Regions from separate parts of the Ovis aries genome. Here all the other regions are linked to region 1. Evidence: chromatin contacts called from public Hi-C data. All regions are on one chromosome and are shown on one strand. Each heading gives the region's core, a stretch centred on a gene start, on an enhancer-like site or on the middle of the called end of the contact. The rest is flanking DNA. Distances are from core to core; before and after follow the strand shown.

What was found. A called contact is a pair of places that touch in the nucleus more often than the background predicts.
Region 2: a contact with region 1 is called in a Hi-C map of liver, with 5 times the contacts expected there. The contact joins the promoter of HOXC5 here to the promoter of SMUG1 in region 1. A contact is called at or near these places in 12 of 16 Hi-C or Micro-C datasets (blood, hypothalamus, liver and 5 more).
Region 3: a contact with region 1 is called in a Hi-C map of tail adipose tissue, with 5 times the contacts expected there. The contact joins the promoter of HOXC8 here to the promoter of SMUG1 in region 1. A contact is called at or near these places in 6 of 16 Hi-C or Micro-C datasets (blood, mesenteric adipose tissue, muscle and 1 more).

Annotation. Positions count from the first base shown.
Region 1 is chr3:132,336,264-132,340,931 of ARS-UI_Ramb_v3.0, reverse strand. SMUG1 (single-strand-selective monofunctional uracil-DNA glycosylase 1) reads right to left here and starts at 2,113. Exons shown (of 3, transcript XM_060414037.1): 1 at 2,075-2,113; 2 at 1-752.
Region 2 is chr3:132,479,094-132,483,655 of ARS-UI_Ramb_v3.0, reverse strand. HOXC5 (homeobox C5) reads left to right here and starts at 1,299. Exons shown (of 2, transcript XM_004006281.6): 1 at 1,299-1,826; 2 at 2,525-4,562. The coding sequence starts at 1,373. The coding sequence ends at 2,739.
Region 3 is chr3:132,507,410-132,511,844 of ARS-UI_Ramb_v3.0, reverse strand. It overlaps HOXC8 (homeobox C8), which reads left to right and starts at 2,570. Exons shown (of 2, transcript XM_027967236.3): 1 at 2,570-4,435. It overlaps LOC132659619 (a long non-coding RNA gene), which reads right to left and starts at 3,530. Exons shown (of 2, transcript XR_009600224.1): 1 at 3,354-3,530; 2 at 1-516.

The DNA.
Region 1 (4,668 bases), core at 864-3,363:
TCCAGATGAAGCTCAAATTCTCCCTCGGGGAAAGCTGTCCCTCTTCAGGACACCACAGCATTTGCTATAGCTTCCCAGCCCTACCCAACCCAAGTAGGTCTGGAGTGGGGCTTGGGAATCTATTTAAACAAGCTTCCTCAAGCGATTCTGATGGTTAGTGATGGCTGAGAACCACTGCATGTCACCATGGTTAGTGGCATCTCCATGAATTCACACCTTGCCTCCTAGACTAGACTTGAGGCAGATCAGAGAGGAAGCCCTGTTTCATTTTCCTCCGTATCTCCAAGGTCCCAGCTTTTATCTGACAGTTAACTGTGTCCATCTCATCTTTTTTCAATGCTGTTTAAAACTATCTTCTGGGAGTTCCGTGGTGGCCTAGTGGTTAGGATTCCTGCTGTGGACTGGGTTCAATCCCTGATTAGGGAACGGAGATCTCGCAAGCCACGTGGCACAGCCAATATAAATAAGTAAAAACAAAACTACCTTCTACCAAAGAGCCTTTCCTGACAGACTCCTCTCCACTTCTACACCGAGTTGACTCAAGGCCCAGCTGCACGTTTTGCACTCTGCTTGCTTGAGAGCTTGCCAGGCTCTGGGCACGTTTCCATCACATCTGGGCCTCCCACAGGGCAGGGATCATGGTTCTTCTCCCTCTCAACCCCATATGCAGGTCAAGAGTAACCTCTTCCCCCAGGTGGGACCACAAGGTTGACACAACAGCTTGATCCATCAACCTGTTCTCTGACCCTAGCCTTGGGAGAGTGGGAAAGAGAGAGAAAAAACATCTTAACTATGCTCCAATATAATACAAAAATTTTAAAAGTCAGGGCTAAACTTAGGAAATCCTTCCCTAGACTGCTCTCAGAACTCTTTAACCGATCTGTCCGGGTGGCTACCCGGGCCAGCTGGACTCAAACAAAGGCTGAGAAGGGCGCTGTGGAGAACTCCGTTGGCTCCGGGGCCCTTCCTTTGCATCTCCCCATACAGTGCCAACATTAGCAGACTGCCTGCTCCAAGTCTGGCATCTCTCTCAGGTCTTAAGGTTGAGCCTACCTTTGATCTTTAGGGACCCATCCTGAAGACAGCAAGGCCAGGAATACACAGAAGAGTGACAAGGCCTTATTTTCAATGTTCTAGAATTTCAAAGCCTGATCAGAAGGCAAGAGCTACAGGCTATGTGTCAACTGACTATAATTCTAGTCCCGGTTTCATCTCTAAGGTTCTCCTAAGCAAGTCATTTAACTGTCTTCTCTATGAGATGAAAATCAAAATTCCCATCCAACCTACCACCAGCTGTTAACTCATTTTTTCCCCCCAATATTTATGAGTCTCTTACATGACAGGCATTGTGGTAGTCTTTTGGTGGGGAAGAAATCCAAAATGAATAAACAACTCACAAACGACTGTGACATGGCACATAAACAACTGTAATACACTGTGACATACTGTGATTCCAGCTTTAATGTCCTGAAGAAAACACCTTGGAAGCCCAAAGGAGAAACCAGGAAATTCTATGTAAAGTCACTCAGGGACAGAGAGCAAGAAATGTCCGTTTCTGAAATCACTGATAAATTACAGTGTCACATTAAGCACAAGTGGAGGGTGATCCACCGATAAGTCTGGCCACCTAGGCTCTCTGGCACTAAACTCAGTAAAGGCAGAAGGAATCCAAGACACTGTCCACTCCCGTGTCCCTTGGGGGCACTTTAGGAATCCACATGGACAATCAGCAAATCCTTAAAACCAATAATGATAACAATAATACTAATAGAGCATGGACTGAGAAGTTCCCAACACTTCATCTCCCCTCCTAGTTCGAGGGGGCTGACAAGTAAGGATCCACAAGAAACCTCCACGTCCGCCCGCGGGCTCCGCCCGACGGGAAAGCCTCGTCTCAGCAGGTCTCCGGGGCGGTTCCATGGGCTCGGCTTTCTCTGCGCCGGGCGAGCCCCTGACGGAGAGAGGGGCCCCGAAACACAGACATTTCCACTCCCCGCCTGTCACCTCCAGCTAGCCCGGGGAGCCCCTAGCCCGCCCCCCAGCGCCCCAGGTTGTCAGACTCCTACTTCCTCACCTGGTCCAGCGCCCCATCCGGTTTCCGGTTCCTTTTCCCACCCCTCCCGCCGGGCGCGGAGGACCGTGGGAGTTGTAGTCCACTTTGTTTAGGGAAAGAGATTGGCATAGCTGCGGCCACTTCCGCCGGAAATACTCAAATTCCCGGAAAGTGTGCTAAGTTGGCAGTAAGTAACTCTGGGGGTTGTAGTTTATTCTTTACACCAGGGCTAAATCCAGACGACTTGAGAAGTGAGAAGCTACGTTCTGTAAGGACCTTGAAGATCCTGGGCTTTAGCTGTAAAAGGCATCACCTTTCCAAAAGTTCATACACTTTCCTCAAAGGGATTGTGAATCAGGGAGCTTCAACTATCTGCAGTCTCTTAACTCACCTGAGGGTATTAACAATGGCTACAGACTATTTCTAGCCCTCCTGCTGCTCCAGATATAAGAGACCTCTCCTATGCAGCCCTCCAAGGACTGTATGTAGGACACCCACGAAAGCACTTCTGGCATCTCTAGCTAAACTCCTTAGTAATAACTTTGAGACTCTTCCATCCCACATTACTGTCCAAGCCCCTGTCTCCACAGCTTTACCATTTCACTTCTCTCCCTCCTCGGCCCTGCTGTCTACCCAGCCCTATTACCTTCCATCCTTCCCAGTCCTACCTCTGGAATACTCTGTCCAGGACACCTTTCTTGACAGATTCTATGGCTGCATCTAACAGTTCATTCACTCCCACCGTCCCAACCCAATACTAATGTCCAAAGCTGTCCCACTCCTAGCTCTGTTCTTGTCCTGTGGCTGGATCTGTGTCTGTGTCCTGACTATAATATTGTCATTAGACTGGAAACCCCATAAGGTCACTTATCTGGTAGATTCTTCTCATCCCCACCTCCTGAATACCCCAGCACAGGTATGACTGAGACCAGAGGAAAGCAGTCTCCCTGCAGGTGGAGACCAGTGAATCCCAGAAGAGGAAGAGGTGAGAGAACAAGGATGCGACCCCCTTCTCTAGCCTCCCCTGCTCTCCTACCAACAGACAAAAACTTAAAGGGTGCAGCAGGAGCTTCAGGGAACTGAGTAGTGACCCTCTGAACCACAGATGAGAAACCACCCCAACCCTTGTAAGACTTCGGAAACTGAATTAATCATCCCCTTCAACAAAGTCCATTATTTCCTGAGGTTTCATTTGTGCCGGATTCTCTCCTTCTCTGTGTCTTTGACTCTCTCTGCCTATGTATATGTATCTCTATCCCTAGTCTCTTGTATAGTCTCTCTCTCCTTCTGTGTACATCTGTCTCCCTGTTTCTGCTTTTTTCTCTGGAATGAGTGAAATAAGAGTATCCTGACCTTCTGACTGGCTCTTCACTCAGGCGTCTCTGTCTCAGTAGATCTACATGTTTCTGTGTTTCTAAACAAAAATTAGGCAGAGAGGGGAACCATGCTGGTGGCATTATCTTATTGCCTAAGAATTCTAGGAGGGAATTCCCTGATGGTCCAGTGGTTATGACTCAGTGCTTTCACTGTTGTGGTCCCAGATTCAGCCCCTGGTCAGGGAACTAAGATCCCACAAACTGCATGGCTTGGCCAAATTTTTTTTTAAAACATCTAGGAACCTCACCATCCCTTTGACAACCTTCCTGCCGCCCCACCCTTCACCTCTTGCTGCCAAGCACCACCAGGTTGCCATTATAGCAGCCTCTCCACACTCCAGGTCAGCTGGCAGGGCAGTAATGAGTGAAGTGACTGACAGGCAAGCAGAGATCCCCAGGAGCCCGACCCACGATTCCATCTTCCTGGACGGGCTACATAACTGTTTCTGTCCCTGTAAGCCCATTCACCCCTGGGAACACAAAGATAGGGAGTCCCAACATGGGGAGAAACTAAGTCTTGGGCAATCTGCAGACCTTGTAGCTGATCCTAGAGGGGCCTGAGGGCCTTCTGTGTCTCTGGTCCACACTACTCCTCCCCACCTGGTGAGTCCCTCTCAGGAAAGATGGACGTGAGGAGCTCTCCCAAAGTGGGGGTGATTAGAGACAGAGATCCATAGACTTTTAAGAGATGGAGCCTGAGAGATGACACTTGGGCTGGGGTGGGGCCTCCCACCCTGCCTTGTCCATGTCAGTCTCCTGGCCCTCTGGGAAGACTCCAAGGGGCTGCCTGGCATCCATGGATAGAGCTTGTGGGGAAGGAGCAGAAGCAGACCCAAGCTGTGGCTTGGGCAGAGCCTAGAGAGTTGGGTCACTCTCTGGGGGCCAGCCGGGTTTGGGACAGGGTCCTCAGCTGCCCACCAGCCTGCTTCTGGAGCTGGAGCCCAGGTGGTAAGGGGTTAATCTGCTGGCTTGTTTTCCCTTGGTTTTCTTGGGCTGTCTGAGTTGTATTGGGCCACGAGCGCCATCTATCGGCCGCTGGAGGTCCTAGCTCTGACACCCAGCTCACTTGGGCTTCTAGGCTGATCTTTCAGCCCTTTCCCTGCTATCTCCAGGCTCCTAGGGGAGGAGCAGGGAGCTGTCTAGTTGCAGGGCTCCAGTGAAAAAAATAGCTATGAGGATTGGAGAAGGTGAGGGCCGTGTTTCCCCCTCCCCAAGCACCTGTTAGCTCCTGCCACCTGT
Region 2 (4,562 bases), core at 50-2,549, 140 kb before region 1:
AGGGGGTCGGAAAGGGGCCGAATGGCTGCGGAGGCCTTGGTCTCAGGCTGTGAAGGTGGCCCAGGCGCCTGCCCTGCCCACCCCCAGCCCCCTGCCCCCAGCCAGGTCCTTTGGGAGACCTCCAGATAGCTCAGAAATTGCTCTCCCTTGGACCTTCTGAACCCAGGTCCCTGGAAAGCCTGGTTCAGAGGCCTTTTCCCCAAAGGGCACAAAACAGGCTTTTTCCTTTGCCCTGCTCATATAATATTTGTGGAAGCTTGAATTTTGCTTCTCCATGCCCTCAATGAACATACATATTTCCATCCAAAATACTTGGCATGGGTACCACACGAGGGTCATACACAGGGATGTAGAGCAGTCCTCCAGTTCATTATGTCTGATTCTTTACCTACGCAGCTAGCCACTCACCCACCCACCCACATAATTGAAAATTGCCTTGATGTCACTCTGGAGTCCCTGGTGTGATGAGGAGGCCTACCTATCTTCCCCTGGCTCCTTACCTCCAGGCTCACCCCAAAGTCCCCAGCAATCTTAGTCCCAGGAGCCCTCTATCTAGCTCTGTCCACCCAGGACCACTCCTCATGGCATCCTGTCTACCTCTCCAGAGGCTGGGTTCACTTTCTCAGCCTGACAGGCACCTCTTCAGCAGTATCAGGGCTCCGGGACCTCAAAGGAAAGGACCTGGACCCTTGATTTAGAGAACCTGAGATAAGACTCCTCCAGTCTGGGCTGGGGCTCTCCTACCTCAATCCCCTTCTCAGATATTTTTGAACATTGAAACTCCCTGGGGTTGTGGAGGATGGGGCTATCCGTTATCAAAAAACGCTCTGCGCGTCCTGGTGAAGCCTTATCTCCCGTTAAAATTAAATACAATTTAAAAGGCCATTTCAGGAGTTTATTGCAGCAACACCCAGCTTCTCCTTTACAGGGTAGAAAATCCTGAGAGGCCTGAAGGCCAGCCAGCGAGCCAGGATGCAATTCCTGAAAGTAGGCACCAGGTGTCGCTGTGGGCTTGTTGTCCCGGCTACCCCCCAATTCCAAGAACCTTTTTTTTTTTCTCCCCCTTCTCTCTTTTTCTCTCTCTCACTCCCTCTCCCCCTTGGTTGGGCTTTGCCAACATATCAAGATGCGTTTCGCCGGCTTCCATCACTAACCTCCCGGAGGTCATCAAGCCAAATTTATGAGTGGCCGCTCGAGTCACGTGACTCTATTTAAGGCTCCCTTATTTGGGAAGAGCGCATAGGATAAAGAAAGAGATATCTCCACCTATAAATTGTGCACTTTGGAGAACAAAAAACCCCTCAACTTCAAAGAGTCACAAATCACCCTTAATCAAAAAGGGTGCAGAAATTTTTTTTGGGCCCTCCCCGCCATGAGCTCCTACGTAGCCAATTCATTCTATAAGCAGAGCCCCAATATCCCTGCCTATAACATGCAAACTTGTGGGAACTATGGATCGGCCTCAGAGGTGCAGGCATCCAGGTACTGCTACGGCGGATTGGACTTAAGCATCACTTTCCCACCGCCTGCGCCTTCCAACTCTCTCCACGGGGTAGACATGGCTGCCAACCCCCGGGCTCACCCCGACCGCCCCGCCTGCAGCGCCGCAGCCGCTCCGGGACACGCTCTGGGCAGAGATGAAGCGGCTCCTCTGAACCCCGGGATGTACAGTCAGAAGGCGGCTCGCCCAGCGCTGGAGGAGCGAGCTAAGAGCAGTGGGGAGATCAAAGAGGAGCAGGCGCAGACAGGGCAGCCTGCCGGACTGAGCCAGCCACCGGCCGCGCCACAGATTTACCCGTGGATGACCAAACTGCACATGAGCCACGGTAAACTTTAGGACTTCATTTTGCGCGCTCGGGTCCGCCTGGGTTTTATAGGCCATGCGGGGCAAATAAAGAAAAAAAACCTGCGGCCATAAATTTTACGATCCAGGCATCAATGGCTCGTAAAACTGTCCACTAAAAGGCTTAGAGGCTGTGTGCGCCCAAATTTACGACGACATAATTGGATCATAGGAACAAAACGTGTATAAAAGGCAATATTCAATTTTTGGGGGAGAGGGAGGGAGTTAAAAAAATAGAGGGATCTGAAGGGTGAGGAGCGCGGGGCTCCAGAGCGGGGATCCCCCCGCGGTCCCTCCTCCCTCCCCTGCGGAGCCGGCTCGGCCGCCGCTTGCGGCTCCGGAGGATTCCAGCGACTCGGGAGGGGCGGGAGGGGGGTCCCCGGTGCTCGGATCTCGAGGGTGCTTATTGTTCGGTCCGAGCCTGGGTCTCCCTCTCCCCCCACCCCCAGCCCCTCCGGCTGCTGAGTGAAGGCTGCGGCGGAAAGTTTCCTGCCTGGGCGGAGGCTCCTCTCCCGGGGCCAGGCTGGGCTGGGCCGGGCCCGCCTGCGGCCCGCCGGGCCTGTCCGGCCCCGGTCGCGTCTTCTCCCTCTGGCCGCGGGTGGGGGCCTGGGGCTGGGATGGGGACGCTGGGGTGCTGCACGCTATTCACCCCTTCCTGGCTTGGGGGGGTTTATATTCCAGAGACGGACGGCAAGCGGTCCCGAACCAGTTACACGCGCTACCAGACTCTGGAACTAGAAAAAGAATTCCACTTTAACCGCTACCTCACACGCCGCAGGCGCATAGAGATCGCCAACAACTTGTGTCTCAACGAGAGACAGATCAAGATCTGGTTCCAGAACCGCAGGATGAAGTGGAAGAAAGATTCCAAAATGAAAAGCAAAGAGGCTCTCTAGAGGCATCGGGGAGGCCCGCCGAGAGCACCCCGAGCCCGCTTCGGTCCCGCGCCTTTCCCTGTCGGTTTTTCCTCTCTAGATATCTTGGGGGCAAGAACGGGGGCTGGAGCGCCGGTTCCCCACCTCAGACAAAAGCTCTTTCCCTTGGCATTGCGCATCCCCACCGACCCCAGGTTCCCGCGGGGCTGCCCGCGCCGACCGGACTCCCCTCAGTTCTGCTCAGCACCGAGGTCCGGGGCAAGTTCCGCAGGGGACCCCCAGACGGCTGTGGCACAGGAGCTGGTGCTGAGCAAACCTGGCTTGGGCCGCCTCTCAGAATTCCTGCCCCAGCGTGGGCCGCCGGGGTTCAGGTGGGCCCTGCCGCCGCGGCAGGCCCCACGCCCGGACCTTGCGGCCTCGCCCTCTCCTTTGTTCCGGCTTAGGCGGGCCAGGCGGGCTGCCGGCTTGGTGAGAGCATGGTTGTGCTTGGCAAACCCCGGCACCATCTCGGGGTGCTTCTTTGTAGCCACTCAACTGAATGCTCATTTTTTTAATGATCTGCATATGAAAGGGGGAGATGACTGTCTGCCTAGGGCCCCCTCGGTTGCCCTATGCTCTCTAAACCTGCGCCCCCTCAACCCCAAAACCCAGAAACCTGTCCAGCCTGCGCTCTCTGCATGCCCTCTCAGGCCCCCAGCCTCAGACCGCTAGCTAGCTCAACTATTGGGGTTCCCTGCTACTAGACCCTACAAAGGTCCTAGAGGCTCCTGGCTGCCCAGTAGTCCTTGCCACGTCGGTGTCCTTCTGTCCATCGCTATTGTCCAACTATTTATTAACTCCACATCTTTCCTGAAACTATATTTTGTCATATCAAAATAAAGACAAAGAGAGAACAGGACGAAAGATACAGTGGCTCCTCTGTTTGGGGGGCATGTATTGGGAAAAGTGTCTAAATGGGCTGCGGGGTGTTGGGGGAGGCCCACAGCCTTCAAGCGGCTCCTTCAAAAGAATTTTAGGATCGTCTAGGAGCATTGAGTAGAGGCAGGTGAAACTGAGCTCCTTTCCTAACCCTAGCTCCAAGAAGAACCTCTTGGGGAAGGGGAGGGCACCCAGACCATCTCTACTGCCTTTTCCTGTGCTGTGTGTGGCTGTCCCAAGCATTCAGGCCTCTGTACCCACTCCCACCCTGACTGGGTGAATCTGAGGCCTCTAGACTGGCAGCTGCACGCATTGCATGCCAGAGCTAATCTGCAGGGACCAGGGATCCATGGCTCCGAGGTGCTCAGACTCAGGGCCCTCCTGGGCCTTCGAAGAGCTCTCTCAAGGCTAGGTGGTCCCTGAGGGACCTCGCTGGACAAAGAGGAAGGGTTGAGCTCTCAGTCTAGGGGCCTATTTGGTCTCCCAAACGATGCTCAGAAACAGTTGGTACTGTTTGGTAGAGGGGCACTGCAGGAGGAAGTGTGTGAACTTTGGGTGAGGCTGGGGGAGCAGTGGGGCAACCTGCAGTTTGTACCTGCCTGGCCGGAAATGTTCAGATTGTCTTCCCTACCTCCTAGAGCCTAGGGCTATGCAGACAATTAGCTGGGAAAAGAGCTGCGTAGACCAGTGCCTGAGTCGCGTCTGTTGGTCCGCCATCATTTATCTCAGTCTCAGAGATTTTGTGTGGAGGGGGAGGGGGAGCTAAAGAGAAGGGGGAAACGCAGAGAATTCAGGTGGTGCCTGAGGCTGGCCTAGGCCCAGAACTGCTCTGCCCCAGGCTCCTGGGATGGGATGAGGAAAGAAGTACTTTACGGGAGAAACAAATGTGGGAAGGGTCCATAAAACTTTACTGCATTTCCTCTCCT
Region 3 (4,435 bases), core at 1,321-3,820, 170 kb before region 1:
ACACAAGTATGCTTCCCAGCCCAGGAGCTAAAAGGCGAGGGCCGGGGACCATGCCGCAGGCTGGGTCCAGCGGCACAGGCCGGCGCCTCTGGAGTGTACATAGCAGTCTCCTCTCATCCTCAGAGTCGGTCCTGTAACGTGCTTCTGTTTGTTATGGTAGAACAGCTCTGTGTTAATATATCGAAGTCATTTAAAAAACCAGAAACCCAACTGCATCCAGTTCTCATTATTTCTCTTCCTTGTCGCTCCCAGGCTTCTGACGTGGAGGAGACAAGTGCTTAGATCCTTTAGGGGAGGTGGGAGCCAGGCAAGGGTCTCCCCCTGCTTCGGAAGGGCAAGTGCCCGCCACTCCTCCCCCAGGCAGGGTGTGATGGGGCTGAGAGGCTCCAGGGGGGTGGTGGAGGCTGCTGAGGCCCGGGTGCCGCCTGTGCCTTCCTTGGCTGGCTGCCTGTGAGTCTCCTGGTAGCTCGATGGAGTCCCTGGGGGTGGGGGTACGGCATGAATGGTTTTCCTTGGCTGTAATTAATTGTAATAATTTATGAGTACATGAGATCGGAGGGAAGAGATAGGTAAAGATGAAGGTTGCGTGCTGGGTGCAGGCCGGGGCTGGATTCCTGCCTGGCTGCATCGGTGCTTTGAGGGGTGTCTTGGTGGGGGGGAGGCTGCTAAGGAGGGTGTGCGGTGAAGAGTGAAGAGGGAGGCCCTGCAGGCCTCAGGGAACTGGACAGGCACTGGACACTGAGAGTGAAAGAAGATGCAGAGAGAGAGCAGGGGGAGAGAATAGAGAGGGAAGAAAGAAAAGGGAGGAAAGGAGGGAGAGAGAAGAAAGATGGCAACACCAATGCAATCAAGATTTGATTTCGTTTCTATTTCTCAGTGTATTCTCAGTTCCTCTCTCCATCTCCTAGTTCTCTCTTTTCTATTCAACCTCTCTATCTCTCTGGTGCCTGATTTGAATGTTGATCTGGGGGTGACAGTGGTTATGCTGAGCAACCGCAGCATTTCTAGGAGATCCCGAGGCTAGGGCCAAAGGAACCTGGTCAGGGATTAGCCAGAAGTGGGGTGTTCTCTGGTGGCTGTAGGACCTCAGGGGCGAAGATTTGGGGATATGTGTGTGTAACAACAGCCCGGTGGGGATGGTCGATTGCCTAGCACCCCGAGAGCCTTCCCCAGAACCAGCAGTTTTCATCTGTTAATCAGAAGCAGACTCAAGCTGCCGGGTATGCTTCAGCCCAGCGCCCCCTTTCTCGGAAATCCCCCAATCTGGAAACTATTAAACTCAGACTGCTTGAAATATAGCCCTTTAATATCTCAGGCTGCCTATTTTGGCGAGAGTGCAGGGTGTTGCTCTGAATACTTGGGGAATACCACAGTAAAGGAAAATAATTGGGGACCCCAATTCCTAAGCAGCTTCCCCCATGGCCATCACCTTCCAGGATTGGTGAGGCACTTGTAGGGACCAGCCCCTTCCCATCATTTGAATCTCCTACCCACTCCTATTAAATAGCCCAGTTTCAGGGGCTGGAGGAAGGTGGGAAGAGGTGAATGTTTTGTTTTTGATAATATTTTGAGGGAGACAATCTAAAGTCGCGGTTTGGTTTTCCCAGTCGCTGAAGCACCCCTCCTCTTTCCCGCTTAAGAACAGACTTCCCAATTCCAGAAGCGATTGTTTTCTTGGTCCTTTTGAAAGGTGCTTTGCATGTAGTTTTCTGGCTACCTCGCTCCTCCTCTGGGACCCTGGCCTCAGTTGCGCCCCGCGCGGAGGACAAGGCACCCACCCATCTCCCTCGGTCCTGACCGCGGGGACTCAAGCTTCTCTCCCTGCCCGAGCTCGGCGGTGTTTCCGGGCCTCCACCCCGCCCCTGCTCCAAGGCCCTGTCGCCTCCTCTCGTCCGACCGTCAGCGCGGCCTGCTTCCTGCGGCCCGCCTGAGCCGGTCTGGCTCCGGGCAGGAAGGAGGGCCCTAACCAGAGCGTGGGATCCAGAGTAGGCCCACGCGGTCCAGCCCACGGTTCAGTACCAGCTCAACCTCCAGCCTGCAGGTCAGGATTGGATTCGATTTTTATTTATTGTCATTTGTGAACTCAAACCACAACAACATGACACACATCTAGGGAAAGAAACGAAAGCTAGGGACGAAAGAGGGGCTTGCAAACGCCCCCCTGCCCTAATCCTCCCCTCCCACCTCTCCTCTGCTCCTTTGTCAGAATCACAAAACCCTAAAGGTTGTTCCACTTGGGAAGGCAGAGGGTAGGTACATTTCCGAGGCCCCGAAATGCCACTTTTATGGCGCTGTTTGTCTCCCTGCGCTGGATTCTGAATGGGGCCGAACAAAACAGCAGCGCGGAGCTGGCTAGACGTCTGGGCTTAATTGTTTTATGGTTTAAATAAGGTGGACACTCTTTCCTTTGAAATCGGATTATAGGAATGTTTTGTCTATGGCCCACGGAGAACAGGACCTCACTGGATGGGAGGGAGAAGTGGAGAGAGAGCGCGCGTGAGAGAGGGCTGGGCCACAAACCAGGGGGCAAAGAGCCGGGAGAAGTCAGAGTCCCACCCCAAAGTCCTGCAGGCGGCGGCGGAATAGGCGGTACGGAGCAGGAGGCAGGGTAAGAGGAGCGAGGAGTTTAGGGTGCGCGCCACGGGCAGGCGGTCGCGGGAGCTTCGGTGCGTGTGTCTGCGTGCGCGGTGTTCCGAGGCCAGAAATGCGCCTGGTTGTGGGGATAATCGCGGCAGTTCCTTTTGCACAGTGTCTCAATGCGGGAAGGGAGGGTGACAAAAAGAGAAAATAGTACAAAACCTTGGGCAAGGTTTAGTTCGACGATTTAGAAAACAAAAGAACAGCGCTCCTGGGAAGGGGGGAGTCCCTTCCGGGGACCCCTCTCTTGCTCATTCATTTGGAAACTCCTTCCTCCCATCCCCGACCTTTGGGTCAAGCCTGGGGACCTGCTTGCTCTTAGCTGCTGGCTTTTTCTCGGCCGAACTGCATTGGAGCAAGTGGACGCGAGGTGGCGCTGTTGCTCAATGTTAGAGGCGGCGGCGGTGCCCCCAGCCGGCCTGGCCGCACTGACATTTGAGGCCTGGCCCCGAGGAGCAGCGACTAAAAGGTTGGGTGCCCCGGCCCAGCCCGGCCCCTCTGGCTCTGAGCAAATCAATCCTCTCACCTGCGAGGTGTAAATAAATCGCGAGTGGCGGCAGGAGATGGGTCCTCGCTCTCCCAGCAGACTCGGGAGGCTCAGAAGGGCGGGCGTTGAAAATAATCGCTTTGCGCAGGAGATAAGCACGAAGCAGGCAGCGCGTAATTAACACGAAAAGGCAGAATGACCCGGACAAACGAACATAAATCCACGATACCTAGGAGGGCGGTGCAGGCCTCGGGGCGAGGGACGGAGACGCCCCAGCAAGGATGGCTGCTTGCGGTTCCTTTATTTCCAGGCTCCAGGAGCATAATCAACCAGAAACATGTAAAAAACAAACAATCAAATGAACTAAAGAGAGAAAAGGCGAGGGACCCTTGAAAGGGGAAATCAAGTCCAGTCGGGGCTTTGGGGACTGGTGGGCTCTCAAAGCAGGCGATGCATGAAGCACACTCTGGACAGTTGCATTCCAAGACACAAAGGCCCGGAAGGATAGCTCTGTGGCAGGATTTTCACTGGCCCATAAAATGTTGAGATATCCCCCCACCCCCTAAAAGATAAGGCGCAGGCCCCAGAGCGGATATGGCCTGCTCAGCCTCTGCTTTCCAGGAGGGAAAGGGAAAGTATTTATGACAGTCCCCAGTGACCTAGAAGCTGAGAGTCCAGAGTCTGTCAGTTTAGAACCTACAGAGCAGGCCCAGAGAAGGCAGAGGCTGAACCAAGGCTGCAGCGTGCTCTGGTAGTGGAGGAAATCTCTGTCATGTTCCCCACTGCCCTGGACCCTGCAGCCCTGGCATGGCCCTCTGACCCTCCCCTCCTGTGGCTCCAGGGTCAGAGTTATGGGTGTGATGTCACAGAGTTGGAGCAGTCTCCACCTCACTCAAATGGGGGTGGATTCCTCCAAATTCAGGGTATCCTGATCTCTTGCTGGGGCCCCAGTGGTTCTCCTTTGGGAATGTGGCTGAGAGTGACTATTTCCCCAGCAACTATTTAGATACAGAAGGGGGAGACTCATTCTCTCTGCATCGTCCTCCCCTGCACTTTTATTTCTTCCTTCATCCCTAGAGCTGGGCTCCGGATGGATAGCGAAGAAAAAGATCTGATTTTCTAACTGCCTCCTTCCTCATCCAACCCTGAAACTCCAAAATGTGGAAGGAAGATAGGTAGCATTTTTCTTTTTTACGATGCAAAGAGCGAAAGATGCATGTGTGCTTATCAGGTCTTATTTTCATATATGTCTGGGTGTGCACAAGTGTGCACAGCGTCTGTGAAGTGTCAGAGGTGCTTTCTGATAGTTGA